Regions from separate parts of the Mus musculus genome. Here regions 2 and 3 are each linked to region 1. A link is a contact called in public HiChIP or PLAC-seq data. All regions are on one chromosome and are shown on one strand. The core of a region is the stretch at or near the end of the contact, and the rest is flanking DNA. Distances in the headings are between cores, read along the strand shown.

Region 1 (4,410 bases), core at 418-2,917:
TCTTTCCTTCACACTCGCTACTTGCTCTGGGGCATTACTTTGACACACATTACCTGCCACATTTCACAGGCGAGTATCAAGAAGTAAGAGACTTACCTAAAACATGACACAGATCTAATCCTAGTACCAGACCCCAAGCCTTATAAAAACCGTGGAGTATAGCAGTAGAAGATCCCTACCTTACATAAATTCTGATATTAAATTATATGTTAGAAAACCAACATTCCTCATGCTTTTCTCTATACTAATCCAGTGTGCTGGATGACTTCCGGAACTGAATTATAACTGTGACAATTAGTCAATAACTTACGTCACTTTTCTCCCCCAAGTTCACTCAGCCCAAAGGGCAAGGACTGTGCATACCTTAGACAGGACTGCCGACTGACTCATGTTGACCATGCTCTGCTCCCCAGTGAAGCCTATCCCTCCTGAATGTAGCAGTCCTTTTCTCACCCAGCCGTTCACTAGACACAGATAAAGCAGGTCACACTAACAGGGTTACCTTTGAAAAGCTTGTACTTGCCCCTCACTGCTGACTTATGGCCTTAGTCTCTTTCCCACAACGCAGCTTTTTGTGCACTGCTCCTACAGACAGTGTTAAGTGCCTAAAAAGTGCCTGGTAAGGTCCCAATAAAATTCTTTAACCTTATATTTTAGACAGGTACAATAGACACAAAAACAACTCACAGGACTGGAGATGAGGCTTAGTTGGTAAAGAGTGCCTGCTTAGTGGTAGTCAGTCCCTAGCACTGTACAAAACCAGACAAGGGGCGCATGCATCCTACCACAGAGAGGTTGGAGGCAAGAACTTCAAAGTCATTCTTGGATGCATGAAGAGTTGAACACAGGGCTGGAGAGCTGGCTCAACAGTTAAGAGCACCAATTGCTCTTCAAAAAGTCCCAGCAACCACACAGTGGCTCACAGCCATCTGTGAAGAGGGATCTGATGGCTTCTTCTGGTGTGTCTGAAGACAGCATACTGTCTGTATACATACTGTATATATAGTACAGTATACTCATATTCATAAAAATGAATGAATGAATAAATAAATAAATAAATCTTTAAGAAAAAAAATAATTGAACACAGCCTAAGATACATGAAATCCTGTCCCCAAACCAAGTCAAACACACTTCATAATAAAATGATAATATAGCCTATATTGTTTTACCACTACTCAAAAATGCTGTATGAAAAAAAAAAAAGTAAGTAGTGCCTCTCTCCAATCCTTTCACTTTTTGATACTTTTCAGTAACAAACAAGTAGGCAAAACAAAAAGTGTGCCAAAACACACTGTACTCTCTAAGAGGCCCATTGTTTAACTGTGATGAGCCTCAACACAATTCCTCAATTGTGTTCTGAAGAAGACCAGAAGTAGCTAAATACACGACAGAAATAAGGAAGTGGTGTCTGGACTCAGTCAGTCTAACTAGTGGAAATGAATTTATATTATCTACTGGGATCAGCTATGACACAGAAGTGAAAAACACATTACCAGAAAACATGGTTCATGATGCAAAATTTTACTTTATGTTTTCAGGAACTTACTAATATAACAACACTGACCAGAACTCTAACAATCTCTTTCTACACTGACACCATGGCATCCCAAACCTTACGAACCTCTGTGAGCTTAAGTACAGATGAGAACGAGCCCCGACTACCTGCAGGTGCGGCCATACACTGAGTCAGAGGCTCCCACACTGGAAAGGAAGTGTTCACCAGAGTATGCCAGTCAGAACATCAGGCCAAGATGGCAAAGCTCCAAAGCAAAGACTTGATGCAGAGAGGTGTAGGAACGCAGAGAAGACTTGTAAGGAACTCAGACAAACACAAGTTCATGGGACTGATCAAAAGATTTATGTCATGGGGCCAGGGAGATGGCTCTATGGGCAAAGATACTTTCTGCCAAGCCTGACAACCTGGTTCTTTCCATCTCCAGAAACTACATGGTGGAAGGAATGCTACACCATGTACAAATTTTCCTCTGACCTCCACACACATACATATACAAATCAAATAAATGTAAAAGCAAAAGTTTTAAAAATTTAGTATACAAACAAATGCTAGTAAATAAAACAAGATTTTAGTGAATCCAAAAACAAACTGAAAATAGATAGAGTGAGTGGGCCATTTATTACAGACCACTAATTCTCAACCTACTACATTAGGAGCCTACCTACTTTGGGAATTGAATATTTAGGACATCTGCTCATTCCAGTCAATCGTGCTCGCTCCGGTCAACTCCACTCGCCCAGTCCCTGCTCACTCCGGCCCAAAGATTTACTTATTATACATAAGTACACTGTGGCTGTCTTCTGACACACCAGAAGAGGGTGTCAGATTTCATTATGGGTGGTTATGAGCCACCATGTGGTTGCTGGGATTTGAACTCAGGACCTTTGGAAGAGCAGTCAGTGCTCTTACCCACTGAGCCATCTCACTAGTCCCAAACTTCTGTCTTTCTGCCTTCATCTTCCAAGTGCCAGGATTACAGGTATGCTTGACCATGCTACTTTTTAAGGTTTATTTTCTGTGTACAAATATTTGCCTGCATATATATGTATACGTGTGTGTGTGTGTGTGTGTGTGTGTGTGTGTGTGCACCCCATGCATGCCTAGTGCTGGTGGAAGTCGGCGGGGGTGGGGTTGTGGGGGGTTAGATTGCCTGGATCTGGAGTTACAGACAGACTGTTGTGAGCTGCCAGACGACCAGAACTGAGTAGTGACTGCTAACTTTCATCTTGTCTTTACACATTCAATGATAACTACAATGGGAACTTTCTGCATTGCATATTAAACATACTGACCAAATTAGGACACTGCCACTACATTACCTAATATGATGTATTTTATTCCTCTTCTGAGCTCTCTACTCCTGTGGGGAAGACACTAACTTTATAGATTTGCAGAGGGAGGATAGATAGAAAGGCTCCCAACATAGCTGGGGCTGAAGAATCAGCTGTGATTAACAAGATACCAGAACTACTAAAGCAAAAACTTTGCATTACTGGGACTTTTGATGCTGGTTAGCTGGAGCTAAGAAATTAGCGGTGATTAAGAAGAGACCAGCATCATTGAGGTGACATCTTCTGGGAAGTGTTTTCTGAGAGCACAGTGGCTGCGTTCCAGATATAGCCAAAGTTGTACCTTGTGCTCTGGCTGGACTTGGTAACGTGTAAGGGTCACCCAGGTGGTACTGGTTTTGAAGGCATGAAGGAGTTGAGCAGAGCAGCTGAGGCTTGGCACTGTGAGAGGCCATGGAAGGCCATTGGTGAAAGTGCAGCCTGGACTTTCCACCCTGCCTCAGCCTACAGATTGCTGGGATCACATGGGTACCACCATGTCTGGCATATCTTTTTTGCTTTATCTAAAAGTACATAGCAAGGTATTACACGGACAACAAAACCTGAAAATGTTTTTCTTTTCTTTTCTTTTCTTTTTAAAGATGTATTTATTTTTATTATATATAAGTACACTGTAGCTGTCTTCAAACACTCCAGAAGAGGGAGTCAGATCTCATTACGGATGGTCGTGAGCCACCATGTGGTTGCTGGGATTTGAACTTCGGACCTTCGGAAGAGCAGTCGGGTGCTCTTACCCACTGAGCCATCTCACCAGCCCGAAAATGTTTTTCAAATAAACAATGCTAGCCAATTTAAGCAAACTGCTACCATTCGTTGTTGTATCTTGAAAATAAAGTGAACCTTTCTGTTCAGACCCTTCCTTCAGTCACCAGGAAACTGATAACACTATGACTGATAACACTATGACTCTTTCACAAAGGTAGGGTGGGGGATGGCAGATATGCAAAGAATTTTGAAGTTTCACCAGCTACTTTTCTTGTTGCTGTAATACCAAACAAAAACAGCTTACAGAAGAACTTTTTTTTTGCTGATTGCTGTGGCTCAGAGTTTGAATGTACAGTCCACCATGGTGGGGAGGGCATGATGGCAGGAAATGAGGCTGCTGGCCACATCACAGTCACATTCAGGAGGCAGAGACAAAGCGCAGTTCTCAGCTTCTTTTTATTCAGTCTAGGATCCTAGTCTATGAACTGGTGGCGTCCAGAGTTAGGATGGTTCTTCCCACAACACACCTAATCCAGACACCCCTCACACATGCACAGAGTTTTGTTTTCATGGTTATTATAAATCCTGTCAGGGTCACAACCAATGTTAACTATCACACCATCTAAATTTCTATTTCCAAATTCTTTTGTCTCCAAATAAGTATTATTATCACAAACGAATGCCTATGAAATTCAAGTAAAGACTAAAGACTATCATTGATTGATTGTCTCCCCCTCACCCTCTTCCAAGACAGGGTTCCTCTATGTAGCCCTGGCTGTCCTTGGAACTCATTGTTGACCAGGCTGGCCTTAAACTCAGAGATCCATCTTTCTCCACTC
Region 2 (4,320 bases), core at 1,452-3,951, 650 kb after region 1:
AGCCTGAGGTTACCTTACTTAACAGTTTACAGCTCCATTCATTATCATACAAATGTCATGCTTCCTTACAGCTGAATCATTGTGTATATGGATGTGTTTAGTATCTTTTTAAAAATTATCTAAGTGTAGGACCATGAAAGTCAGACTGTTTTCTGGTTGAGCTAGGTTTAAAACCCCAGTGACCCTGTAGGTGACCCCGCAGGGTCTCGTGCAAGGGATGGTAGGCGTTTTTTTGCTATGATACTAGACACCAGGCTCCTGACACGAGGCTGTAGCTCTCCACTCCATAGGTCTGTGGCCATCAATCACGCAAGGGCAGCGCCTCAAGCCGGTCTACAGGTAGAGGACTTGACCACAGATCCCGTAGCCACAAGACAGATCTCCATTTTAATGAGGTACCTAAAGACCTGGAGGCGTAGCCAATAAACTCTCCTTCCCAGACACTCCTCCCTGCAAAAGGTATTTAACCTCAGGCCTGCCCTGAGAAAATGGGGTTCATTTTTTACTTATCAACTCCCCCCCCCCATGACAATAATGTCTTAAAACTATGGACTGTCTCTTCTCATGGAGATCTGAAGCAATGGAGCAGGCCTTTCTCGAAAGAGCTGCATCTAATCTCCCTCAGGAGGCCTCACTGTGCTCTGAGCCATGGATGGACTCCACCAAGCTAAGCCGCCCCCGCCAAGGATGCTCCTCCCCAAGGGACCCAGCCAGAGCTCTCCTCCCCCCTTTCCCCTTGGGCCCTGGGCTAGAGCCAGACTGCGGGTCCCCACTCCTTTCTCAGCTCTTCTGTGGCATCCAGCGGCATCTGTGGTGCCCAAGAGTCTGAGAACCTGCCATCCCTGGCCCCCCCCCCCCCCCCGAGGCAAATCCAGCAATCCCCCAGGACCTTAGATTGTGCTTCCGCAGCTCTGGAACAGGGTTCCTCGGCTTCTCACAGTCCAACGCCCATCCTGTGACGCCATGGGGAACGAGCAGTCAAGACTTCCCTTGTCCTGCCTTGCCGAGCGGCCCAAGCCCCAAGCGGTCCTGGGCCATCTTTTAACCCACATCTATGCACCCACTGATAGACATCTGGGCTGTTTCCGTTTTCTAATTGTTATGAATGAAACATCAGTGAATATGAATATGCAGGTTATAGAATTCTTTGAAGACATACCTAGGAATGATATAACTTTGTTTAATTTTTATTTTTTTGAGACAGTGTCTCACTGTATCCCTGGCTCTCCTGGAGCTCACAGAGATTTGCCGACCTCTGCCTCCTAGATGGTGAGATTAAAGTTGGGTCCCACCATATCCAGCAATATTCTGTCACTGACAAAATCACTTAGACTTACACAAAAAACTCAATGTTTTAGTAGACATGGGTACCACGGAATGGCTACATTGTGATGCATATTACTTCATGTTTTATAATTCTTTGTAGAGAGAATATTTAAATGTATTGTCTTAACAATTTTCAAACTTATAGCATGCTGCTACTAAGCTGCTTTAAGCATGTTGTGGTCATTGTGATATATATATATATATATATATATATATATATATATACACACACACACAACTCTCTTGAACTTAGTTCTCCAATTTCACTGAAATTTCGTGTCCTTTGGTCAACGCCTCCTTAACCTGGTCAAGTTGAGCCTTTAGCGCCTACCATTTGACTGTGGGCTTGTACACATTTGATGATTTTAGAGCCTGCATAAGAGTGAGTTTGTTTTTCTGTGGGCAACTTTTTATCACTTAACACGGCATTCTCCAGGTTCATCCACGGTGCAGCAGATGACAGGACGTCATGTTTGTCCAGCTGATTAGTATGTTCTTTTCATATGCACCTCATCTTCTGTACCCACGCCCTGTATGTTTATCCAACTGTCCACTGTTAAGGGACACAAGGTCGCTGCCATCTCTTGGCTGTGGCGTACGCTGAGTGTAGATGTCTCTTCAACATACCAGTCTGACATCCTTTGGATAAACACCCACCTGAAATGAGATTGCTGAATCCGGTGGTTGTTGCGATTTTAGTTTCTTGAGGAATCTCTGCATCGTTCTTCAGGATGGCTAATTCTCATCCCTCCTGAGCACGCTCGAGGGTTCCATTTTCTCTCCATTCTCACCACCGCTTACCTTTCTTTTCGTTGATAATAGCTGTTCTGATGTGTATGAGACCTTCATTCTCTGTGGCTTTAATGTTTATTCTCCGGCTATTATTGGTGTTGAGCCAATTTCTAAATGCCCTTTGGCTATTCCTAATCATACCTCTGAGAACGCCTGCCCAGATCCTCTGTCTATTTTTAAATCAGGGTATTTGTTTTCATGATTAAGTCATTTGGCGTCTGTAGAGGTGTTTGCAAAGAAGCCTTATTGGGTATGGAGCCCACAGCTCTTTTCCCTCCGTGCACAGGGATGCCTTGCCTGTGCTATTTGCTTTGCTGTGCAGGGGTTTTTAGGTGACTGTACAATCTCTCTTGTTCTCTTTCGCTTTCATTCACTTTGTTCTTGGGATCATGGCCACCCCCCCCAAAAAAAAAACCAAAAAACAAAAAACAAAACAAAACAAAAACATGGCCCAGATCGATGTCAGAAATCTCGTCATGTTTTCGTCTAGTAGTTTTGTGGCTTCAGGTCTAGGATTTCAGCCTTTAATCCACCCTGAGATGAGGTACATGGTGTGAGAAGAGAGGGCGCCTTCATTCTCCTGCCTAAGACAATCCAGAGCTCTCAGCACATTTGTGGAAGAGACTCTCCTTTGCACCCTGTTCTCAGCATCTCTGTGGAAAATCAGTTTATTTCTCAGCTCCTTACTCTGTTCCACTGATCTGTGCCTATTTTGGATCTGGGGTGTACTATTTTCATTACTGAGCTTTTAGAGTTCGAGAAAGGTAATGTACTGAAATGCTAATTATAGTAGAGAATACATAGTTCTTGTGGGGTGTGCGTGTACGTGTGTGCGTGTGCGTGTGTGTGTGTGTGTGTGTCCACTTTCAATGATGGCCAATGCTGGGGTTGGATGGCAAAGGATTTGCTGCACAAGCCCGAGAACCTGAGTTTGGATCCCCTGAATCTAAGAACAGACATAAATCCCAGTGCTCTTATAGTAAAACAGGGGTTAGAGACAGGGGGATTACCAGGAGCTTGAGGGCCAGCTAGCCTGGTGTATATGTCAGAAAAACAACAGAGAGACTGTCATAAATAAGGAGGACGGTGAGGGTGCACCCACACAGTGTGCATGTGTGTGTATGTGTGTGCGCATACAGGCATGTGCACGCACACACAGAATATAAACTTTTAGAAGAAAGAAAAAAAATTAAAACTATGAAAAAGTAAGATAATGAGGATAAGAAGGAGGTTGGCCTGGAGTTTGTGACCGTTCCCTCAGCTGGATAGTTATGTTTTATTCTGTCACCAAGCAGGAGGTGGCTTAAGCTATTGCCCTTCAGGAGACTTTGGCTGCCTTCAGGTGCGGACCACTATGGAGACAGAGACTTGTGTGGCCTCAAGGTACCCTCTGGAGGACCATGAGGAGCTGGAGGCAGGCAGTGCCCTGAGGCGCAGAGGCTGCTGGCTCCTCAGTCTCAGGCTCTCGGGGATGGAGGAAGCTGGTGCTCGCCAGCCCTTATAGACAGCGTAGCTAGTTATGAAAGGCACCCTCACCCTTTCGGTTAGAATCTCCCCAGGCTAGAGGGCCTGGGCCTTTCCTTGGGTAGATGTGCAGAGCTGGCGGTTCATTGGTGGGGGAAGAATGGATGGGTATGGTGGCCCCGGGGTGGGAATTCATGTTTTAACAGATTGGGTAGCTAGAACGGTATCTGGAGAAGAGGCAGTAGTAGAAAGCGGGGTGTGGGGGTGTGGGGGGATGGGGGCTCAGAACTGGGTGTCAGAAGTTAGTCATGGAGTTGCAGAGGGGAGTAGAGGGTCAGTGGATTGGGGGAGGGGTGAACTGAAGTGCTGCGTCCGGGAGGAAGGCGGGGACTAGCTGGATATATGATAAGGACCGTATAAGAAAAAAAGGTCTTTTAACAGTTTGCATCATCAAAACCGAGAAGGAACGGACTTCTCTTGGTCCCCTTTGCTGAAGAGGCTCTGGCTGCCAGCATTGCACAGAACCTGGCGGGGGCGCTGTAGAGCAGCGCTTCTCAATTCCGTGTGAGATCCACTCCGTCGTTCCTCAGGAGCTTGTACACCTTTTGGGGAGACAAGGTCTCTTACTGGGATCTGGGCTGATTATAGTGTGCTGGCCTGCTGTTGAACCGCAAATTTCTTCCTGTCCCCACCTCTCCAGTGCTGGGCTGGGATTATAAGGGTGTACCTCCATGCCTA
Region 3 (4,477 bases), core at 1,445-3,944, 760 kb after region 1:
GCTTCGCCCTCTAAGGATGGAAAGAGCTGTCTGGCTTCCTGCAGTCCTTTATAAGCTGCACCATGGGGCTTGACTCTAATGACACTCATTTGCCTTCCAAAAGGTCTTATCTGAAGACCTCACTGGGATAAAGCCTTCAATATAAAATCTAGGGTAACACAAACGTTTTGTCTATCGCACCAATTCTGAATATAAAGCCTAAAAGTGCTGGAAATAGAGGCATACTCCAGTAATCCCAGCACTTGGGAGACGCAGAGGCAAATGGACCAGTACAGTTGTTCTCAGCTATACAGCAAGTTTAATATTAATTAGCCTGAGTGGTGTGAGACCTCTTTTAAAAAGGGGTGGTAGGTATGGGAAAATTACACAGCAGGTAATAGCAATGGCTACGAAAGACTGATGACCCAAGTTCAGTCCTTGGGTCTGAAACTACCTTTCAAACCCATTTGATCCCTAGAATCTATGTAAAAAGTTGGATGTGGTGGTGTGCATCATCTGTAACCCAGCGCTCCAACACTGAGATGATAGGAAAATTACCCAGAAGCCTGAGGGCCATCTAGTCTGGGGTATGCAGCACAACAGACACATCAGAGACCTCCCACTCAAAAAAGGAGGAGGGTTCATTCCCCAAAATTATCACGTGACCTATACAGGCGCCTGCATTCACAAACACTGTTTTAAATGTAAAACTGTAATTAGCTGTGACGGGTGCACATTTGTAATCCCAGCATCTGGGGGCTGTGGCAGGAGAATTTTGAGGCCAGTGTGGGTTACAAGACATAAACAGAGCCAGGCATTGGGGCGCACACCTTTAATCCCAGCACTTGGGAGGCAGAGGCAGGTGGATTTCCGAATTCAAGGCCAGCCAGGGCTACACAGAGAAACATAGTCTCAAAAAAAAAAAAAAAAAAACCCCAAAAACAAACAAAAACCTATAAACAAATCCGAATCTGTAAGTCCTTTTCTGTTCTTGTCTTGTCCGGTCCTCACACAGGCCAGCTCCTGTTTAGAGATTTTGGCCTGAGCCCCGATCTGGGGGAAGGACTTGCATAACCACTCTTAGGAATGTCACCTTTCTCTGGTCCTGGATTTGTTTGAAATAGCATTTTATCTTTTCTTTGTAGCCATCAGTGGAGATTATCGCCAGCTGTCCCTTACAGGCAGCTGGTTCTACGGTTCCCGAGACCCGTCAATGCTCAAAATCTTTCATATAAAATAGCTTAATATTTGTAGGGAATCTACTCGTATCACATCTTATTCCTATCATATATTTATCTCTATCATATATATTTTAAATGTCTATATAACTCATAATAGCTAATAGAATGTAAATAGCTACTACAGTGTGTTCTTAAATTTGTGGTAGCTTTTACTGTATTTTTTCTAAATATCTTGGCTTTTTGAGCCTCCCAAGTGCTAGGATTATATGTCACCATGTTCAGCTTTTTAACCAAGACCTGCAGGCACAGATGGCTGACTATCCATTCACTTTGGTGATTTCGTGCAACATCTGTGGGCCACACAGGTGTTTTACTTCCTTATGGGAGGGCCTGTCTCCACTTTGCTCTCTGCTCTAGCCCCGCAGACTACCACAGACATTGGTGTGTAGTGGGTAATGGAATATTTGTTGAAAGTGAATGAACAGGAAGAAGCTGGTGAGACCCCAGACAACTGAGAGAACAGTCAGCATTTGTGCAGGAGTGGGAGGAATGGAATTCGATACAGCCAAAGAAAAGGACAATCAACAAACTTGATGTCAGAAGTGTGAACTGACCCCTTCCTATGCCAGGAAGTCAGCTTTCAGAGCCGAGTCACCAACGGTAAGGTTTGCAGAGATAAATGTTGGTTTTAGACCACGGTGGGAGATGACAGAGAGACATCTAAAGAGCCACGTGTATAGTGTGTGATGGTGTGTGACCTATCATCCCAGCAGAGGCAGGAGGATTCCACGTTTGAGGCCAGTCTGGGATACATGGTGAGACCCTGTGTTTAAAACCCAACAACAATAACCTTAATAGAACAACTAACAAAAGAGTCACGTGGAGGAGAGTCCACAAAAATCACAGGAATTTTCAGATGCAGTCGCTTTTCAGTAAACACACAAAACCATTCCACAGTCGTCAAGGCAGGTAAATAAAAGGCAAGATTTATTTTCCTTAGTTTATTAAAGATGACCATGGACTGTCAGGATGTGCGTAAATTACAGCAGGTGAGAATCCAGTTCTAAACACAGGTTGTACACAAACAGCGTTTTCATTTAGACTCTTGCTCCTTTTCTCTTCGGCAAAAGCTCTCCAGCCCTCAGCAGAGGACGAAGGGCCCCTTAAGTGCAGAGCACTTGGAGCTGTCCCCTCTGTACAGAGTGCTGCTCCCCTCCCTAAGCTCCATCCCCACCTCCCATCAGTGTAGCAGGGGATCCTCAGATACTGTAAGTGACAAAGTGCTTTCACCACACCCCCTGCTCCGGCTCCTCAAATAAACAGACATGGGTATTTGGTGAGTAATGACAGCGGACTCAGGAGCTCTAGAAGGTATGTGACCTAGAGGGATGGGGTGGGGTGGGGAGGTGGAAAGGAACAGGGACGTCAGTGAGGCTGCTTGAGCCTTTGTAGACTGGGAGCATGGGTGGAGTCTCCTCCAGTGTGGTGACTTCACTGAGCAGCTGGACGGAAGTCAGCCAGGAACTGGACCTGGAGTCAGAGTCTGTCTCTGAGGTCTGACTCAGTGATAAGTGAATTGGGAGGGATTTCTAACCAGCTCTGCAGAACTGGCTCTGGCCTCGGCTTTCTGCCTCATCGACTACTGAGAGCAGTCCCAGTCCATGTAGTTGTCAGATCCCAAGTGTGAGGCAGAGGAGCCACACCTTGGAACTAGCCTGGCATGCTCCCTCTTGCTCTGCTGGAGCTCAGCTTGGCTGTTATGTCATGCCCCTTCTGCCTCTCTGGGAGATCCCTCGTTCCCTCTAAGCACAGCTACCTGTCAGCTTCCATCAACAACATGCAACTCCATTTGACGGCTTGCGACACTGCCTGGACCAATGATTTTACTAGCGGTCAAGTACAGGAAGCCACAGGCCAGCTCCAGAACAAGAGGGCTGTGGATTAAGTTCACAGAACTGCCAGGCTCTGAGAGGCAGCCCTGACCAGTGTTTACCGAGGTCGGTGCTGCAGCAACTCAAACACCACCACCATCATGTGCAGCCTAGTCCAGGGCAATTCCCACAAAAAATGCACATTAGGTGATAGGGGAAGAGTCTATTAAAATTAGTACCATGAAATGGATGGTTTGACATAGATTACAAAGCTGAAGAGTTAGTTAACTGCATAAAGGTCCTGTTACTCTGAGCAAACAGACACATTCACAAACTGCCAAGTGCTTTACTTAGTGCTACTAGTTGGCTGGCTTCCCCCAACTCTGAGAAAAGAAACTAAGGCAAGAGATCAGCCAAGAGGAAGGGCTGCAGCTCTCTGGAGGAAGGGGACAGAGAATGGAGTTGGGTCATATCAGTACTGGAACCACAATGACCACATAGTCGTACAGAGCAGTAAGGAACCCACTATTCAGATGGTGGGAGGGGTTTCTATCCTCGCCTTAGGTAGCATCAGGGACTTGCCTGAGCATGAAGCACACCTGCACTCACGATAGTTAACTGAGAGACTGACCACCCCGGAGGAGATGCCTATCTGAAAAAGCCGCCCCTTAAGCACCAGCTGTAGCCGCACTTATAGGCTTGTGGCCTGACCTAAGACTCGGATCTGGTCTTTGATCCAAGCCCACCAGAGTACACAAACCAGCTTGTGCCCACCTATGCCAGGAATATTTGAAACAGGGAAGTCATGGTTGCCCTTTGAGATCCCGAAGATGCTAGAACAAGGATGGTTCTGTTCCTACCTGCCCTGCCCCCCCGTATACCTAAGTGGCCAGACAGAATGCCCGTTGTATACCCCCCTTCTCTCCCGTGACTCAGGGCACAGTCTTAGTCTCTGTTAGGACTAGGCCTAAGAAAAGACCATTCTCCTGCTTCAGCAGCAAAGGAGAAGGTCGCTGGCTGAGAGAGGCCTGGCTCAGACTCTGAGGAACTAAGTCAACAGTGGGTATGATCGTTAGCTGCAGCTGTAACCAGATCTGGTCCTAGTAGAAGAGGCCGAGCGGGTCAGAACTGGGTCTCGATGTCCATTCCCCTGACAAAAATACCCAGTGCCCACAGACAGCTGTCACAAGAGACTGGATCCATCAACCAAGAAAGGTTGCCTACACTTGGACAGCAGACAAGTCATAAAAAATGACAATATATATATATTTAAAAGGCCCCACCTTCCTTGAAGGTGTGGCTCAGTCTATATCTGACCCTCGCCAGACCCTTACACAAAGGGCTTAGTGCATTCCTCAGGTGGTCTCTAGGACGGTGGCCTCTAGAGCCAAGGCTTCTGTGGGCTCCTCCTCATAGTCAGACAGGTAGGACTCCAGGCTCTGCTTG

What was found. HiChIP or PLAC-seq counts read pairs in DNA pulled down with a chosen protein or histone mark.
Region 2: a contact with region 1 is called in an HNF4G HiChIP or PLAC-seq map of pancreatic cancer cells. The contact joins two enhancer-like sites. A contact is called at or near these places in 3 of 39 promoter capture datasets (liver and pre-B cells) and 1 of 115 datasets of contacts at active chromatin or transcription factors (pancreatic cancer cells).
Region 3: a FOXA1 HiChIP or PLAC-seq map of pancreatic cancer cells shows a contact between it and region 1. The contact joins two enhancer-like sites. A contact is called at or near these places in 1 of 39 promoter capture datasets (pre-B cells) and 1 of 115 datasets of contacts at active chromatin or transcription factors (pancreatic cancer cells).

What each region holds. Positions count from the first base shown.
Region 1 is chr16:32,058,619-32,063,028 of GRCm38.p6, forward strand. All of the region lies in intron 1 of Pak2 (p21 (RAC1) activated kinase 2), which reads right to left. Among named protein-coding and RNA genes, the nearest start is that of Gm26419, 5.1 kb to the right of the region's middle. Within about 2 kb of position 1,668, at least 104 of the 459 cell types and tissues checked have an H3K27ac peak or open chromatin away from gene starts, as enhancers often do. A contact at or near this core is called in pancreatic cancer cells, where this site is marked.
Region 2 is chr16:32,711,435-32,715,754 of GRCm38.p6, forward strand. No RefSeq gene overlaps it. Among named protein-coding and RNA genes, the nearest start is that of Gm34766, 15 kb to the left of the region's middle. Within about 2 kb of position 2,702, at least 9 of the 459 cell types and tissues checked have an H3K27ac peak or open chromatin away from gene starts, as enhancers often do. A contact at or near this core is called in pancreatic cancer cells, where this site is marked.
Region 3 is chr16:32,819,582-32,824,058 of GRCm38.p6, forward strand. Rubcn (RUN domain and cysteine-rich domain containing, Beclin 1-interacting protein) reads right to left here. Exons shown (of 19, transcript NM_172615.4): 19 at 2,121-4,477. The coding sequence ends at 4,387. Among named protein-coding and RNA genes, the nearest start is that of Smbd1, 11 kb to the left of the region's middle. Within about 2 kb of position 2,695, at least 67 of the 459 cell types and tissues checked have an H3K27ac peak or open chromatin away from gene starts, as enhancers often do. A contact at or near this core is called in pancreatic cancer cells, where this site is marked.